Regions from separate parts of the Sus scrofa genome. Here regions 1, 2, 3 and 4 are each linked to region 5. A link is a contact called in public Hi-C and promoter capture Hi-C data. All regions are on one chromosome and are shown on one strand. Each heading gives the region's core, a stretch centred on a gene start, on an enhancer-like site or on the middle of the called end of the contact. The rest is flanking DNA. Distances are from core to core; before and after follow the strand shown.

Region 1 (2,744 bases), core at 154-2,653, 130 kb before region 5:
GGTTACAGGTATCTTAGAATCTCCAGGTAACAGGGTCCCAGGGTATTGACGTCAAATCCACAGGTCTCAGAACCCCAGGTCTTAAGGTTCCAAGGTTTTAAAGTGTCTAGGTCCTGGAGTTTGGGGTTTCCCAAGTGTCAGGGTCAAAGGGTTTGGGAGGCCGTGTGTGTGTGTGTGTGTGTGTGTGTGTGTGTGCGCGCGCGCGCGCGCGCGTTTGTGTGTGTAAAGAGAAGGGAGGATCCTAGGGTTCTGGAAGTTGGAGCCCTGAATGTCAAGGTCCGGGGTTTTAATGTTCCCGGGTGACTGGGTCCGGAGTTTTGGAGTCCCGGATGCGGGCATTCCGGGGTGGGCGGGGGCTGTGTCCTTACGTGCCGGCCTGGCGCAGGGAATGGATGAGGATTCGGTCCGCCTCCTCCATGGTGGAGCCGTGTTCGAGTCCGAGGCTGGGTCCAGGGCCGGGTCCGAGCAGGATAGGCGCAGCTGTGGAAAGCCCGCTCCGAGCTCGCAGTTCAAGGAGTGTCACGGGCTGCGCGGGGACAGCCGGGAAATGTAGTTCCGAGAGAGAGAGTTCGGCGCAAGCCGGATGCCTGTCGCCTCGGTGTGAATGGGCGCGCGCAGGCTTGAGACGCGCAATGGCTGCTGGGAGTTGTAGGGTTTGTTGGGGTTTTTTTTTGGTTGTTTTTTTGTTTTTTGTTTTTTTACCCGCAGCGCAGTGCGCTCTTCCAAGTGAGCAACGGACTCTACCGCGCGCGCGCGCGCGTGTGCGAGAAGAGGGAAGGGGCGGGACAGAGGGTGGTTTCTCGACTCATTCATTTCAGGCGTCATTCAACTCCCAGATTGCAAAAAGAAACAAGTCAGGGGCAGGGGCTTTCGCACAAAGCGACTAGGATTTGAGTCTCAGCTCTGCAACTTGCTAAATGTGCCACTGTGAGCAGGTTACATAACTTCCCTGTGTCTTAGTTTCCTCGCCTGTAAAATGGAACTATTAATAGTACCTGCTTCCTAGGATTAAAACAATTAATTCGTCTAAAGCACTGTTGTACTATGTGCCTGATACATAAGACAATAAAAAGTATTATGTGAGTTACAGTTACTAGTATTCACGCATTCAATAAATGCTTTATTTTAATGTTATACACATGTGTACACTCCAAAAAATAATTACATAGTAAACATCCACGTAACCACCGTTCATTAAAAAGACCACCCACGGAGTTCCCACTGTGGCTCAGCAATAAGGAACACGACTAGTATCCATGAGGATGCTGGTTTGATCCCTGGCCTTGCTCAGTGGGTTAAGGATCCAGCGTTGCCGTGAGCTATGGTGTAGGTTGCAGACGCAGCTTGGATCCTTCGTTGCTGTGGCATAGGCCAGCAGCTACAGTTCAGATTTGACCCCTAGCATGGGAACCTCCCTATGCTGCGGGTGCCGCCCTAAAAAGCAAAACAAAAACAAAAAACAATATCGACTATTTCAATTATGTATTAGTAAATTTAAAGTATCTCCCCATTTATTTAGTTCCCCTTTAATCACTTGATAATATTTGATCATTTTTTTCTCATGGAGATTTTCCACATGTTACATTAGGTCTATTCGTACATACTTCAAATTCCAGATACTGCTGGGAAATGATTATCATTTTTTTTATTTTAGTTTCTGACACTGGTACTGGAATATATATTGTAAAAAAAAAAATTTAAATCGGTGCCTTTTCTATCGCCAGGATCTGGACCACAAGTGTCGCATCTTCATTCCTGCTCACCCTCCCATGGGACCCTGTTATGGCCCCGCCCTGTGACCTTAATCCCTCCAAAGCTGGGGGAAGAGAGGGGGGCCGTGTGCAGATGGCTCTTCAACCTTGAAAGGAGGATGTCGGCATCTGAAGGCGGGAAAGGTGAGAGCAGCCTTCCACCCCTGCAGACCCTTGGAACCAGCCTGGGCTCTGCTCCATCCTCAGCCCCTCTGACCCACCCACTACCCAGAAGGACACCCCACCCCTGGAGAGCCTTTAGGGGAACAGAACTACATCACCCTGTTCCCATCCCAGCCAGCCCCAAAGACAGCCTTAGATCCCAACTGAAATCCAACTCCAATCCTGGCCCTGATCCCCTGTCCCAGTGCCCACCCCAATTTCAACACCAGTGCCAACCCCTAAGCTTAATCCTAACACAGACTTTACCTACTAGAGGACAACCCCTGGTAGACTCCAAACCCCCACATGGATTCAGACCTTACCATGAGCTCTAAAGTAACTGAAACTCAACCCCAACCCCTGGATATCAAAGTGGGTCTCTGACTTTCCGGAAAGACTGCAGACCCATTTTTAAGGACCAGAGAGAGAGAATACACACTTAATGGTAGTAGTTAGTAAGTCACGAAGGCTTAGAGTCAGAGGCTGCCTGGGTTGGACTCCCAATTCAGCTGCTTCATCAAATCACTTAACCTCTCTTTCTGCATCAATTTCCTACCAGCAAAATGGGAATAATTCCATGTCTCAGACATTCTTTAAATGCTGAGCTCATTTAATTCTCACAACAACCCTGTAGGCACTCTTTTTGTCATCTCATTATACAGATAAGGAAATTGAAGCTCAGAGAGGTTACATAATTTGCTCAAGGCCACACACAGCTACCAAGAAGAGCCAGGATTTAAACTCAGACAGCTTTGTTTCCTCCAAAGCTGGGCATCTTTTTTTTTTTTTTTTTTTTTTTCGGTCTTTTTAGGGTCGTACCCACAGCATATG
Region 2 (2,700 bases), core at 14-2,513, 170 kb after region 5:
CTAACAATGAAATGTCTATTTCAGCAATAACATAGTGCCTGTCACACAATAGGTCCAAAATAGATCATCAGCTATAATCATTAGTGTTGTTAGTAAGAAACGTACCACGGGCACAAGGCCCGGTATTCAGTAAGCTTAAAATAAATATCAATGACCATTATCCGTATTATTAACCAAAGATCTATGCTTGGCACACAACAAACCTGTAATAGATGTCACCTGTCAATAAAGTGAAAATGAGTTTTCCAGTACACGGCCACACCTTAGCCCAAAATAGATGCCAACTTTTACTGTAATGACAGTAAGGTATAAATACTGGCAACGGCAGCACAGCAGGCCAAAATGACAGATCCTATCATTATCCTTGTTTTGTTTTTTGTTTTTTTGCCTTTTCTTGGGCCGCTCCCGCGGCATATGGAAGTTCCCAGGCTAAGGGTCCAATCGGAGCTGAGCTGCCAGCCTACGCCAGAGCCACAGCAACGCCAGATCCGAGCCGCGTCTGCGACCTACACCACAGCTCACGGCAACGCTGGATCCTTAATCCACTGAGCAAGGCCAGGGATCGAACCCGCAACCTCATGGTTCCTAGTCGGACTCGTTAACCACTGCGCCACGACAGGAACTCCCCTACCATTATTTTACATACTGTAAACCATAATGCATATGCCAGCCACTTAAGCAGACCCGAAATACATGTCAGTTATTGAACTGGTGAACAAGTCGGTATATATCGCCTGAACAGTACCTGGCTCTACAGTAGATCTGAAAAAAATGTTACCTACTAGTATGGTAAAGAACAAAATATCAGCCTCCTCCCACTGTATTTGGTCCAAAAGAGGCTGTAATAGATGTCAGTTTACTATTAATATCCTTAGATACTCTTCCAGGGATCGATTGGATTAAATCTGGCGTATGAAGATCCAAGATAAGCATCAGCTGTCAGTATTAGGTACGACTAAAGCTGAAATGTCTATTCCCTGCCCCACCCCCACCGTAGGCGTCCGCGCGCACGCGGTAGGAATCGGCGTCAGGAATACGTATTGTTTACAACAAAATGTCTGCCAGCCCACTGCTTGGTATATAGTAGGCCCATACTAGGGATCGAGTGGCAATATCAACAACAAAGTGCCTGTCAAGCCTGGCACATGGTAGGCCCATCTGCTCTTAGCTCTCTCACCGGGCTCGAGATGTTTGAGGATGCCTCTCTTGGCCAAGCGGGTCTGCAACGCAACGGGCAGCGGCATAGCGGGTAGCAGACAGACCTAGGGAAGGACAGACGAGAAAGCAGTTCAGATAAGGATTTGAATCTGGAGCTCGTAAGCAAGCGCCTCTCCCCAACATGCACTCATCTAGACTCCCACCTACCCACCTGCACCAGGAGCTGGGCAACAGAACCTACCCGCTAAAAGGTGGAAGGGATAAACGGCAGTATCACCGAAATTCTCGCCAACTCTCCTCTCCAGGCGGGGTGCTCCGGGACAGGACTCCTCTCCCAGGCCTCCTCTCCCAGGCCTAGGCTCCACCCATCGCCGAAGGGGCCAAGCGCCGCTCCCCCGCGCCCCAGAAATGGGCTCACCCAACGTCCCCCAAAGACTGCCGGGTGGAAGGAACCAAGGAGCAGGGGTGGGGGGAGCAGGGTTTCCTCTAGCTCCAAAAAATGCGCCCACCCCGACATTACCAATACAGTCACGCGGGTTGCGGAAGGCTGTCAGACTGTCGGCCTCTCTCTCGACGCCTTTATGATCGCCAGGACCACGACTCTTTTTCTCCTGAGGGAAAGAATGAGGCCCTCTCTCCCTGAGCCAGAGGTAACTGGGCGACGCTCGGGCTGCAGAGAACAGATGACGGAAACCTAACTGGCCAATGAGAGTGCGCCTTGGCCTGACGTCTGGCGAAAGGACCCAATCATTACCTTGGAATAGGTGGAAAGCTCGGGCGCCTGTGTGCGTTTACAGTGGGGGTGTGGCCCGGCCGGGATTTAGCCAGACTGCGCGGCCGGACGCCGGCGCCATGGAGGAGTACGCTCGGGAGCCTTGGTACGGCGAGGGGCACAGGCCTCGGGACTCTTGCTGCGGCGCCACGGCCAGCGGTGGGAGGCGGGCGGGGGAGGCGCTGGCTACACAGCGCCACGTCCCAGACTCGGGAGACTTTTAAACGTTTGTTGTCTCCTTCCGCTCCCGTCCACTTGTTTCCTTACTTGGGCTCCGTTAAGAGGGGCCACAACTGTGTGCTTGAAGGAGCTGGTGCGGTGCAGGACGAACCACTCCACGTTTCCCTTGACTCTTGTCCCCGGTCCCTCTTGTTAACGGAAAGAGACACGTTGGTCGAATCCATTCCAGCCGGGGGGTGGTGTGTTGCTAGGCGGAAATCCCCAGGGTTACCGCGCGTGGTTTTTCCCAGGTCCCTTTGGTGAATGGAGGCGGGGCTTGGGTGAGCCCACTGTGGGCAAGGAGGGGGTGTCGGATCGTCCCCACGGTCTGCAGCTAGGTTTTTCCTCCCTCGTGCAAGGTGAAGAAAGGGAAGAGCGTGGCTGGACGAGCTCATTGTCGGAGGAGGGGGTGCGACCCCCGTTGTACTTTACAGTGCCAGCTTGTTAACACTTCCGTAGCGCTTATTTAAACGTGCCCACTCTTTGCTTGCAATCAAGTCATTTAATCTTTGCTAGCAGTAAACCAGTTGGCTGTGAAGGAGAGGGGCGGA
Region 3 (2,700 bases), core at 197-2,696, 180 kb before region 5:
TAAGCAGCTATTGCCTCCCCAACTATTCCTATTCTCCTTTCCTCTCAGCAGCTAACCTTATCCCTATGTAGCTCATCCGCCTGCTGGTTGTTTTTTTTCCAGTCTCTCATAAAAGCCTGTTGATTCTGGAGGGCAGGGAAGATGTCTGTCTTGTTCAGGGCTCTACAGTGGAATTCAATACATGAATGAAACCCCGGTAATTAAAACACAGCCTAGCACACGTTTGGTCTCCATTACTCTTTGACTAACTGACTGAATGAGCCCTCCTCCCAGTCCTGGTGAGCAAGCCTGAGGGGTTCCTGGGCCAGACTGCTTGTCCTCCATCCTAGACACAGCCCTGCGTTGGCGGAGGTGGCGCTGGCAGACATTACCTGCGCCTCATCGGCTTCATGCAGCTCTTCAGCTGCCTGGCCTCAGCCTCCACGGGACCCTGGCACTCGGGCTGTGGCTCCGGCTGCTGCAGCTGCTGCTGCTGGGGCAGCCCTTCGGCATCAGTGGGTGTGGGAGCGGGTGCAATCCGGAGCAGGACTGTGTAGTTGCGGCCGTGGTTGTTGGCCCAGAAAGTGCCCTCGGGGGTCTCATAGCGCACCACGAAGTCCAGGCGCGCCCCATCGCCCGCGCCCTCAGCAAAGGGCAGCTGGAAGGCAAAGCGGTCGGTGCGGCCGCCGTCGTCGGGCGAGGAGGCGGACGCCTGGCCGGGGCCCAGGCCAAGGGCCAGATCCAGGATGGGATCTCCTGCTCCTGGTCCTCCCGTTCCTGCCCATGGCGGGCTGCGCGGGACGTAGCGCGCTGGGTGGTCGCAGAAGGAAGCCCAGCCGTCGTGTGAGGCCCGCACGTGCACCGCCTTCTCGAAGGAGCGGTTCAGCACGCGGACCAACCCGCGCAGCACGGGCGGGCGCCCCCCGGGCACCCACACCCCGGCACCCCCGGGGACCGCTCCGGGAGGCGGCAACAGAGCCTCCAGCTCCACCATGACGCGCCCCAAGCGCTCCAGACGGCCTGACGCGGGCGGCAGCGAAAATGTGGGCACCAGGTAAAACCCCCGCCAGCGGGGACGGGGCACAGCGGCGAGGGCTCGGGGCAAGCCTCCTCTTCCTCCTCCCCTTCATCCCCATCCTCGCCATCGTCGTCCTCGTCAGCCCCGCCGCCGTCGCCATCTTGCCCGGCCGCCGCCGCCATCTTGCCCGCCCCGGGCCCGCCCCACGGCCGGTAGCGGCGCAGCTGCGCCAGCGGCAGCCCCAGGGCCTCATCGGCGAACAGCACCCGCCGCGGGGCCACCGCTACCTCGACTGAGGTGCGGGGCTCGCCCGCGGCCGGCGAGGGGGGCGCGGGATGCCGCAGCGGGGGCTCCACAGGGGCCGTGCGCGCCATATCGGCGGCGGCGGCGGCACCGACGGCACCGGCGGCGGGACCGGCGGGGGCAGGGCCTGAAGGGGCGAGCAGCCAATGGGAAGGCCAGCGCGGGGGGGTACGACTCACGGGGGGCGTAGGCGGCGAGACGAAGACAGGTGTAGCGGAGAGCCAATGAGGAGCCGCGCACGCGTGACGTAGGCGGTGAAGCGCGTGCAGGGGAAGCGCGCAGCCAATGGGGATGCCCGAGAGTGGGCGGTGTAGGAGGCGGGATGATCGGGGAATCAATGGGGAGGCCTGAATGGGGGGGCGGGGTCCGGGATGAAGAGAGCAGTCGTAGGACAGATAATAGGGAAGCGGGAGCGGTGTATGGGCGCCGGGGAAAATGGAATGGTTTCAGGCGATGGGGGGCAGCGGAAGCGAACGGAGAGACCAGAAAAGCAGGAGATCCGTGGGTTGCGTAGGTGGTGGGATGGAAGCTAGAGACAGCGAAGAGCCAATGGGGAGTCGCGCGCCTGTGGCGTACGGAAGAGATGACGCTAATGGCTGCAGCGAGCCAATGAGGAGTCCTGTGAATGTGCACTACGCCTTCAAGGGGCGGTGCCAGGGCTGAACTAGCCACTGCGGAGACTAGAAGTGACCGAGAGGCGGTGTGTGAGTTGCCCGGGAGGCGGGACTGAAGGGGGAAAGCCAATGGGTAGGCGGCGAAGGCGGGAGCAGGAAAGAGAGATGGCGGTTAGCCAATGGAGGAGCCAGAGTGAAGACTGTTGAGACGTCAAAGGGTGCTGGAACGGGGTGAACCAATACCAAAGCTAGAAAGCATAGCGGGACCGAAGGATCCGGAGGTGGGACGGCAAAGAGCAGAGCCAACGAGGGTGTTGTAGGTGGTGTGAAGGAGAGGATGAGCAGCCAATAAGGAGGCCGGAGGAGAGGATGGTGCGTAGGTAGTCTAGGTTGTAGGGTGGTCGGGCTACAGAACCGTAGAGTGCAGGCAGCCTTTAGGAAAAGTGTACCTCTCGTGGATGGTTTTACCTTCTCCTTAACCCTCCATGACCACTCCCTTTTGCCCCAGGGCTGTGAATGCCGAGAGCCCCCAAGAACCTAGACCGTACCCTAGTGTGAGATCAAGAAAGCAAAACGGACTTTGCGGTCACAGTTGCTGGTTCTCCCCTGCCCACCTCCGAACCTTAGCTTGGGCAGTACCACTAGCCGAGAATGCCCCTGATTATCATTCTCAGTGTTCTCCAGGATTTGGCACCATTGTTGAATGAAGGAGAGATTGAGGTTTTGGGGTTTTTTTTTGTTTTTTTTTTTTTTTGAAAATTAGCTTTTTCTAACTCTGAGCGTGAC
Region 4 (2,700 bases), core at 125-2,624, 150 kb after region 5:
ATTCCTGTGACAGACTCTGGGTAGCTATTTCTGAACAGTGTCAGTGACGGCGCTGCACGTCTGCTGTATGTGTGTGTCTGTGACTGTGACTGGATCTGTCCATGTCTGTTTTTGTGACACTGCCTATCTGTTGCTCTAGCACCTAAGTATATGTCTGGCTTTGGAGCAGTGCATGTGTGTCTCTGGAGTGTTTGTGTGTGTTCCTGTGTCAGACTCTGGGTCTCTCGTTTCTGGAACAGTACAAGTCTTTTCTGTGACACTGCATGTCTGATGGTGCCAGTGTCTTCGTCACAAGTTCTGGCTGTGTGTCTGGCAGGACATATCTGTGTCCTCGTTACATGTAGGTCTATGTGAATCTCTCTGGAGTGCCTTTCTGTAACAGTGCATCTCTCGAGTGTCATTCTGGAACTTGACTCTGGCAGCATGCCTGCCTGACAGTGGATGTCTGTCTATGTGTGACAGTAGGTATCTGCATGTGTGTCTAGGACAAGCTCACATGAATGGCGGCACATGTTTGTGTATTTCTCTCGCGGCAGTTCTGTGTGTGTCTTTGGAGTGCCTGTCTCTCTTCCTGCGGCACGAGAGCTATTTTCCCCAAATCTGTGACTTGACCACCTCCCGGAGCTCTCTCAGTCCGTCTCTCTCATCCGGAAGCATGCCCAAGAAGCCACCCCCACTCTGGCTTGCTCCCATCCCCAAGAACCCCCCCCCCCGCGCGCGCGCCCCATTCGCCATTCCAGATTCTAGATCTGCTGACTGGGCTCACAGCCAGGTCTAGGCAGGTCTGTCTAGGTTAAGGGCTGCACAAACAGCCCGCAGGCCGTGGCCTCCGGGTGTGGGAACACTGCCCTTGACCAGTGCTCCTCCCACGGTGGTGAGGGAGGTTAGCCCTCCCTGACGGCTGAACAGGTTCTTCCAGGATCCTCAGCTTCAGTTTCCGGGCGGAGGCTGCCAGTCGCCTAAAGGGCTCTGGTTCTGGTGTGAGGAGCACCCTTTGGAGACCGGCCGGGATTCTTAGAAGCCTTAGAAGGCCTGGCGTTATCTCCGGCGGCGGCAAAGCAACTTCCTAGAAAAGGAGGCGGTGCATTGAATTTTTTTTAAGTTTATATATCCACGTACACACACTTACATAAAAACAACCCTGCGCAACAACCAAAACAAACGCGGTTGCTGCAAAAGGGATTCCCATAACCAGTTTCCTCTTCGCGCGCGCCCCCCTTATTTGCATGCAGGCCCCGCCCCCGAGGAAGATCCGGGCATGTATTTGCATAAGGGTGCTTGGAACGTTGAGGGTGGTATGCAAATAAGGACTGGCTCCGATTGGCTGGGGTGCAGCAGGTGCCGCGTCCGGATTGATCAAAGCCAAGTGGGCGGGGCCGTCGCCCGGGGCGACTCTCTCGGGAGGCGCGTGCCCTGTCTCAGTAGCGTCGGGGCTGGCGCGCGCGGCGAATCTTAACATCGCGCTGTTTGCCGGCGCCTCTGGGCCACCAGTTTCCTTACCTTCCACCCTGGCGCCCCCCAGTCCTGGCTCCCCAGCCTCGCTGCCCCGGGCGTCCACGCCCTGCGGGCTCAGCGGGCTCAATCTGCGCAGCTCCTCCTCCATGTTGACTAAGCCTCTGCAGGGGCTGCCCGTGGCCCCCATGACCCCCACGCCGCCGCCAGGTGAGAGAGGCTCCCCTACGGCGACCAGGCCGGGCGGGCTGGGGTGATTGAGGGCGGCGCGGGGGGGAGGGGGAGAGGGTCGTGGCCGGCCTCTGCACGCCGCCACCCTGACTTCCCCGCCTCCGCCTGCGTAGGAGGCAAGGATCGAGAAGCGTTCGAGGCCGAGTACCGACTCGGCCCCCTCCTGGGTAAGGGGGGCTTTGGCACCGTCTTCGCAGGACATCGCGTCACAGACCGACTCCAGGTATCCACCACGAGGGTCTTGGGAGGGCCAGGTGTGTGTGTGGCGGCGGCGGGAGCCCGGGGGCTGGGATGCTAATTGACCAGAGAATAAGCGTACAATGTGCGTGTGCTAGGGTCATGAAGGCCGGGATCCGGGTTACTGGGGGTATCCTGGTGCGCGCGCGGGTGCGCGCGCAGACGCGCGGGCGTGGGGGGGGGCGGTCCAGGTGGGTATGTGGGGGGAACGGAGCGGTGGGTTCAAGGCAAGGATTGTGGAGGTCCCGAGAGTGAGACTGGGGAGTGGGGGAGGGGGGAAATCATGAGGATTCTAGACCTTGGAATCCAGGAGAGGTGTATATGTGTGGGAAGGTGGGGACCCAGAGCTGAGATTTGGGGGATTTTGGAGGCAGGTGTCCAGGATGGAGACGTGAGGATCAGAACCCACCCCCGTACAGTCCTGGGGCTGGGGAAATCGAGGGCTTGGGGTGTTAGGACATTCAGAACTCCGCACCCGGAGCGAGGGGTCCTGAAGCCTGGGGGAGAGCCCAGGGCCAAAGATGGTGGGAGAGGTGTACTCGCTTCTGGGGACCTGGAGGGCAGGGGAGAAGCTCCAGCTCATTTGAGGTTGCGGCGTGGAGTGGTTGGGACCAGAAAGACTAGGGCGAAGAGGGTCCAGACTGGGAGGGGTCTGGGGGTTCTCTGCTGGCCCCTTCAGCTCAGCTCACTTCTTCAGGTGGCCATCAAAGTGATCCCCCGGAATCGCGTGCTGGGCTGGTCCCCCTTGGTGAGTATCTTTGGAGTCCTTTTTGACCTGGC
Region 5 (2,700 bases), core at 1-2,500:
ATCCCCCTGCCCATGTACCACACCTGGGCTAAGCCTGTGTTGCCTGCAGGCTGGCTCGCGTGGGCAAAGTGGGGCCTATGATTGGGCAGTACGTGGATTCTCAGTGGAGCCTGGCGAGCTTCACCGTGCCTGCTGAGTCAGCCTGCATCTGTGCTTTCGGTCGCAATACTTCCAAGAACGTCAACTCTGTCATTGGTGAGTGGGAATAGCCCTTGCTTGGGGGCACTGCATGGGCGAGGGCCTGCAAATTGGACCTGAAAGAATTTTTAGGGCATGGGAGGCCTGAAAGAGCTGAAACGTTGGTTCACCTCCATCATCATCAGTAAGGGGGATGGAACGTGGGCAAAGGCCTGGCCATAGGCCTTAGGCCGTGGGACACCTGAGAGGATTGGAGTGTGTGGCTTTGACAGCTTCTAACCTCTTACCAATCGTCCCCCCTCCTCCAGCCATCTGTGTAGATGGGACCTTCCACAAATATGTCTTCACTCCTGATGGAAACTGCAACAGAGAGGCTTTCGATGTATACCTTGACATCTGTGATGATGATGACTTTTAAGGACCCTCTGGGTTGTGCTAGGGACTGCGGTGACAGATTGCAAAGCCTTTGTGGGGGTGGGAGTGCTGTGGAAGCCGCCAGCCATCAAGCATTAATGGAGCAGGTGCGCACTTTCCACTCTTGAGAGCAATGCCTAAACAGCTCAGGTCCCTCAAGCACTTCCCGATGACTGTGTGCCTGCAGGGCCAGGCCAGGGACTCAGGGAGGCAGCGGACCCCCTGGGGCTCCCGCCTGGAGAAGACTGCTAGGGACCCAGAGCGGGTGCCCTAATCCAACCTGTGGGGATTTTTAAAAACTTGCCAGAAAGAGACATCTCTGATGTGATGAAAATGAATAAAAGACCCTTAACGGTATTTATGGCTGGACCTCGGGAGTGGGGCCTGGAGCAGATGAGGCTGAAAAGGCCCTGCAGTTTCTTGGAAAGGACCGGACCCTGACGGGATGGAAGTGGGATCCTACTCAGGTCCTTCCGCCAGTCTCTGCCTGTCCTCAATGCCTGAGCCGCCAGAACCGTCCCCGTGGCGCCCCCGCCTGGGGGTGGATGGGAACGCCTCGCCCTCGGCGGAGACTTGGTTTCCCGGCGGCCCCTGCTTCCCTGCAGTTCCGGCGTGTTTGCATTTCCGGTCACGTGCATTGCCGCACCTGCGCTGTCAACTAGGTCGCCAGGGTAGCGGCTGCCGGGTCCAGACTCCATTTCCCGGTGTGCCTCGCGGTGGCGCGGGGTGGAACGGGTGTTGTAGTCCGACCGCTCCGCTGGTCCAGCTGCATCGACTGGCAGGATGTCGGAGGTTCGGCTGCCACCGCTACGCGCCCTGGACGACTTCGTTCTGGGGTCGGCACGTCTGGCGGCCCCGGATCCTTGCGACCCGCAGCGATGGTGCCACCGCGTCATCAACAACCTCCTCTACTACCAAACCAACTACCTTGTCTGCTTCGGCCTCGGTCTCGCTCTGGCTGGGTGAGGGAGGGAGACTCCGGTTGGCCGAGGACGCCCGCTGGGCATGGAGGGTGGACCCGCGGGATTTTGAGGGGGCTGCAAGACCTTGAAGGGGCGAATTCAGTAGAGATGGAAAGCCTAAGGGTCATGGGAGGGGGGGACTTGAAAGAAATAGAAGCTGGTTATAAGAAGGGACTGGGGAGGGATAGAGCCCGGCTGAGGGAGGCCCGACGGGGATGGAGGGTCTGGGGGAAAGACCTGGGGAGGATAGAGAAAGTGTGGAACTGAAAGGGAAACTGGGCTAGGGGATGGACCTGAAGATAAGGAGGGCCTGAAAATGAGATATGACTGCCTGAGGGGTGATGGGGCCCCGATTAAGGTGGCCCTGGAGGACGTAGGGCAGAGACAGGGACAGGGATGTGGTCAAGCCGAAAGGGGGGACTTGTGGAGGATATGGGCGTGGAGAGGAGCCTGGCTCCTGGGACTCTCCAGAAGCAGGTACCTATTGGGGGACTTGAGCCAAGGACGATCCAGGGATGGCAGGCCTGAGACCAGGGTGGGGGGTGGAGAACCCGGAGGTGAGACTTGGGTACGACTGGAATTTAAGAGTGGGACCGAAAGCCTTGAAAGGGTTCTAGCAATGATGGAAGGAGGAATCTATAGGGAAATCGGAATCTGGAGGGGGGATTTCGAGGGGAGGAAGTCTGGAAAGGGATCTCATAAAGGACTCTGGGCCTGGGGAAAGGGAAAAGGGGAAGGCCTGGAAGAGGACTGCAAGGGCTGGGCCTTTGCAAAGGGTGGGTTTGGGAGCAGGTTGGGATGGGGGGGTTGGAGTGGGTCCTGTGGGTGGGGTAGGGTCGGCAGGAAAGAGCAGAAAAAGGCTGAGAGCCCGATGGGAAGGCTGGAAGCAGGAGATTTCAGGAAGATGGGACTGTAGGATTGACAAGAAAGAAATGAGAGCCCACGGGGGAGCCCAGGGCGGTGGACCTGTCGAAGATGGGGCTGGCAGGGGTATTTGCCCGGCTGGAAGGTGGTGGGGTCGCGGGTGGACCAAAGCGCTCGGGGCCTGGGATCGGGTGGACGGTGGTCTGGGAGACTCAGAGACCGGGCGGCCCTCTCGCTGCCTGCCCGGCTAGCTTAGTTCCATTGTCCCCGCAGGTACGTGCGGCCTCTGCACACCCTCTTGAGCGCGCTCGTGGTGGCCGTG

Evidence for each region. Promoter capture Hi-C pulls out the DNA fragments that hold promoters and counts their contacts. Hi-C and Micro-C count contacts between places; a contact is called where the count stands out from the background.
Region 1: a contact with region 5 is called in a Hi-C map of embryonic fibroblasts, with 2.5 times the contacts expected there. The contact joins the promoter of CACNA1F here to the promoter of PRAF2 in region 5. A contact is called at or near these places in 1 of 5 promoter capture datasets (liver), 5 of 47 Hi-C or Micro-C datasets (embryonic fibroblasts, epiblast stem cells, heart right ventricle and 2 more) and 1 of 2 datasets of contacts at active chromatin or transcription factors (alveolar macrophages).
Region 2: a contact with region 5 is called in a promoter capture Hi-C map of liver, with 5 times the contacts expected there. The contact joins the promoter of PQBP1 here to the promoter of PRAF2 in region 5. A contact is called at or near these places in 2 of 5 promoter capture datasets (fetal liver and liver), 1 of 47 Hi-C or Micro-C datasets (heart right ventricle) and 1 of 2 datasets of contacts at active chromatin or transcription factors (alveolar macrophages).
Region 3: a Hi-C map of liver shows a contact between it and region 5, with 10 times the contacts expected there. The contact joins the promoter of PPP1R3F here to the promoter of PRAF2 in region 5. A contact is called at or near these places in 1 of 5 promoter capture datasets (fetal liver), 7 of 47 Hi-C or Micro-C datasets (embryonic fibroblasts, epiblast stem cells, heart right ventricle and 3 more) and 1 of 2 datasets of contacts at active chromatin or transcription factors (alveolar macrophages).
Region 4: a promoter capture Hi-C map of liver shows a contact between it and region 5, with 6 times the contacts expected there. The contact joins the promoter of PIM2 here to the promoter of PRAF2 in region 5. A contact is called at or near these places in 2 of 5 promoter capture datasets (fetal liver and liver) and 3 of 47 Hi-C or Micro-C datasets (alveolar macrophages and liver).

The regions. Positions count from the first base shown.
Region 1 is chrX:43,283,117-43,285,860 of Sscrofa11.1, reverse strand. CACNA1F (voltage-dependent L-type calcium channel subunit alpha-1F) reads left to right here and starts at 1,403. Exons shown (of 48, transcript XM_021080219.1): 1 at 1,403-1,945. The coding sequence starts at 1,871. It overlaps CCDC22 (coiled-coil domain-containing protein 22), which reads right to left and starts at 629. Exons shown (of 17, transcript XM_003135083.5): 1 at 369-629. The coding sequence starts at 418.
Region 2 is chrX:42,975,209-42,977,908 of Sscrofa11.1, reverse strand. PQBP1 (polyglutamine binding protein 1) reads right to left here and starts at 1,263. Exons shown (of 6, transcript NM_001246668.1): 1 at 1,178-1,263. The coding sequence starts at 1,244. It overlaps TIMM17B (mitochondrial import inner membrane translocase subunit Tim17-B), which reads left to right and starts at 1,622. Exons shown (of 6, transcript XM_003360308.4): 1 at 1,622-2,036. The coding sequence starts at 1,864.
Region 3 is chrX:43,326,945-43,329,644 of Sscrofa11.1, reverse strand. It overlaps PPP1R3F (protein phosphatase 1 regulatory subunit 3F), which reads right to left and starts at 1,446. Exons shown (of 5, transcript XM_003135095.5): 1 at 1,047-1,446; 2 at 372-1,044. The coding sequence starts at 1,371. It also overlaps a transcript of FOXP3 not described here.
Region 4 is chrX:42,997,249-42,999,948 of Sscrofa11.1, reverse strand. PIM2 (serine/threonine-protein kinase pim-2) reads left to right here and starts at 1,374. Exons shown (of 6, transcript XM_003360311.4): 1 at 1,374-1,662; 2 at 1,797-1,906; 3 at 2,618-2,668. The coding sequence starts at 1,602.
Region 5 is chrX:43,148,900-43,151,599 of Sscrofa11.1, reverse strand. PRAF2 (PRA1 domain family member 2) reads left to right here and starts at 1,250. Exons shown (of 3, transcript NM_001243880.1): 1 at 1,250-1,514; 2 at 2,652-2,700. The coding sequence starts at 1,336. WDR45 (WD repeat domain 45) reads left to right here. Exons shown (of 11, transcript NM_001190293.1): 10 at 50-195; 11 at 447-909. The coding sequence ends at 556.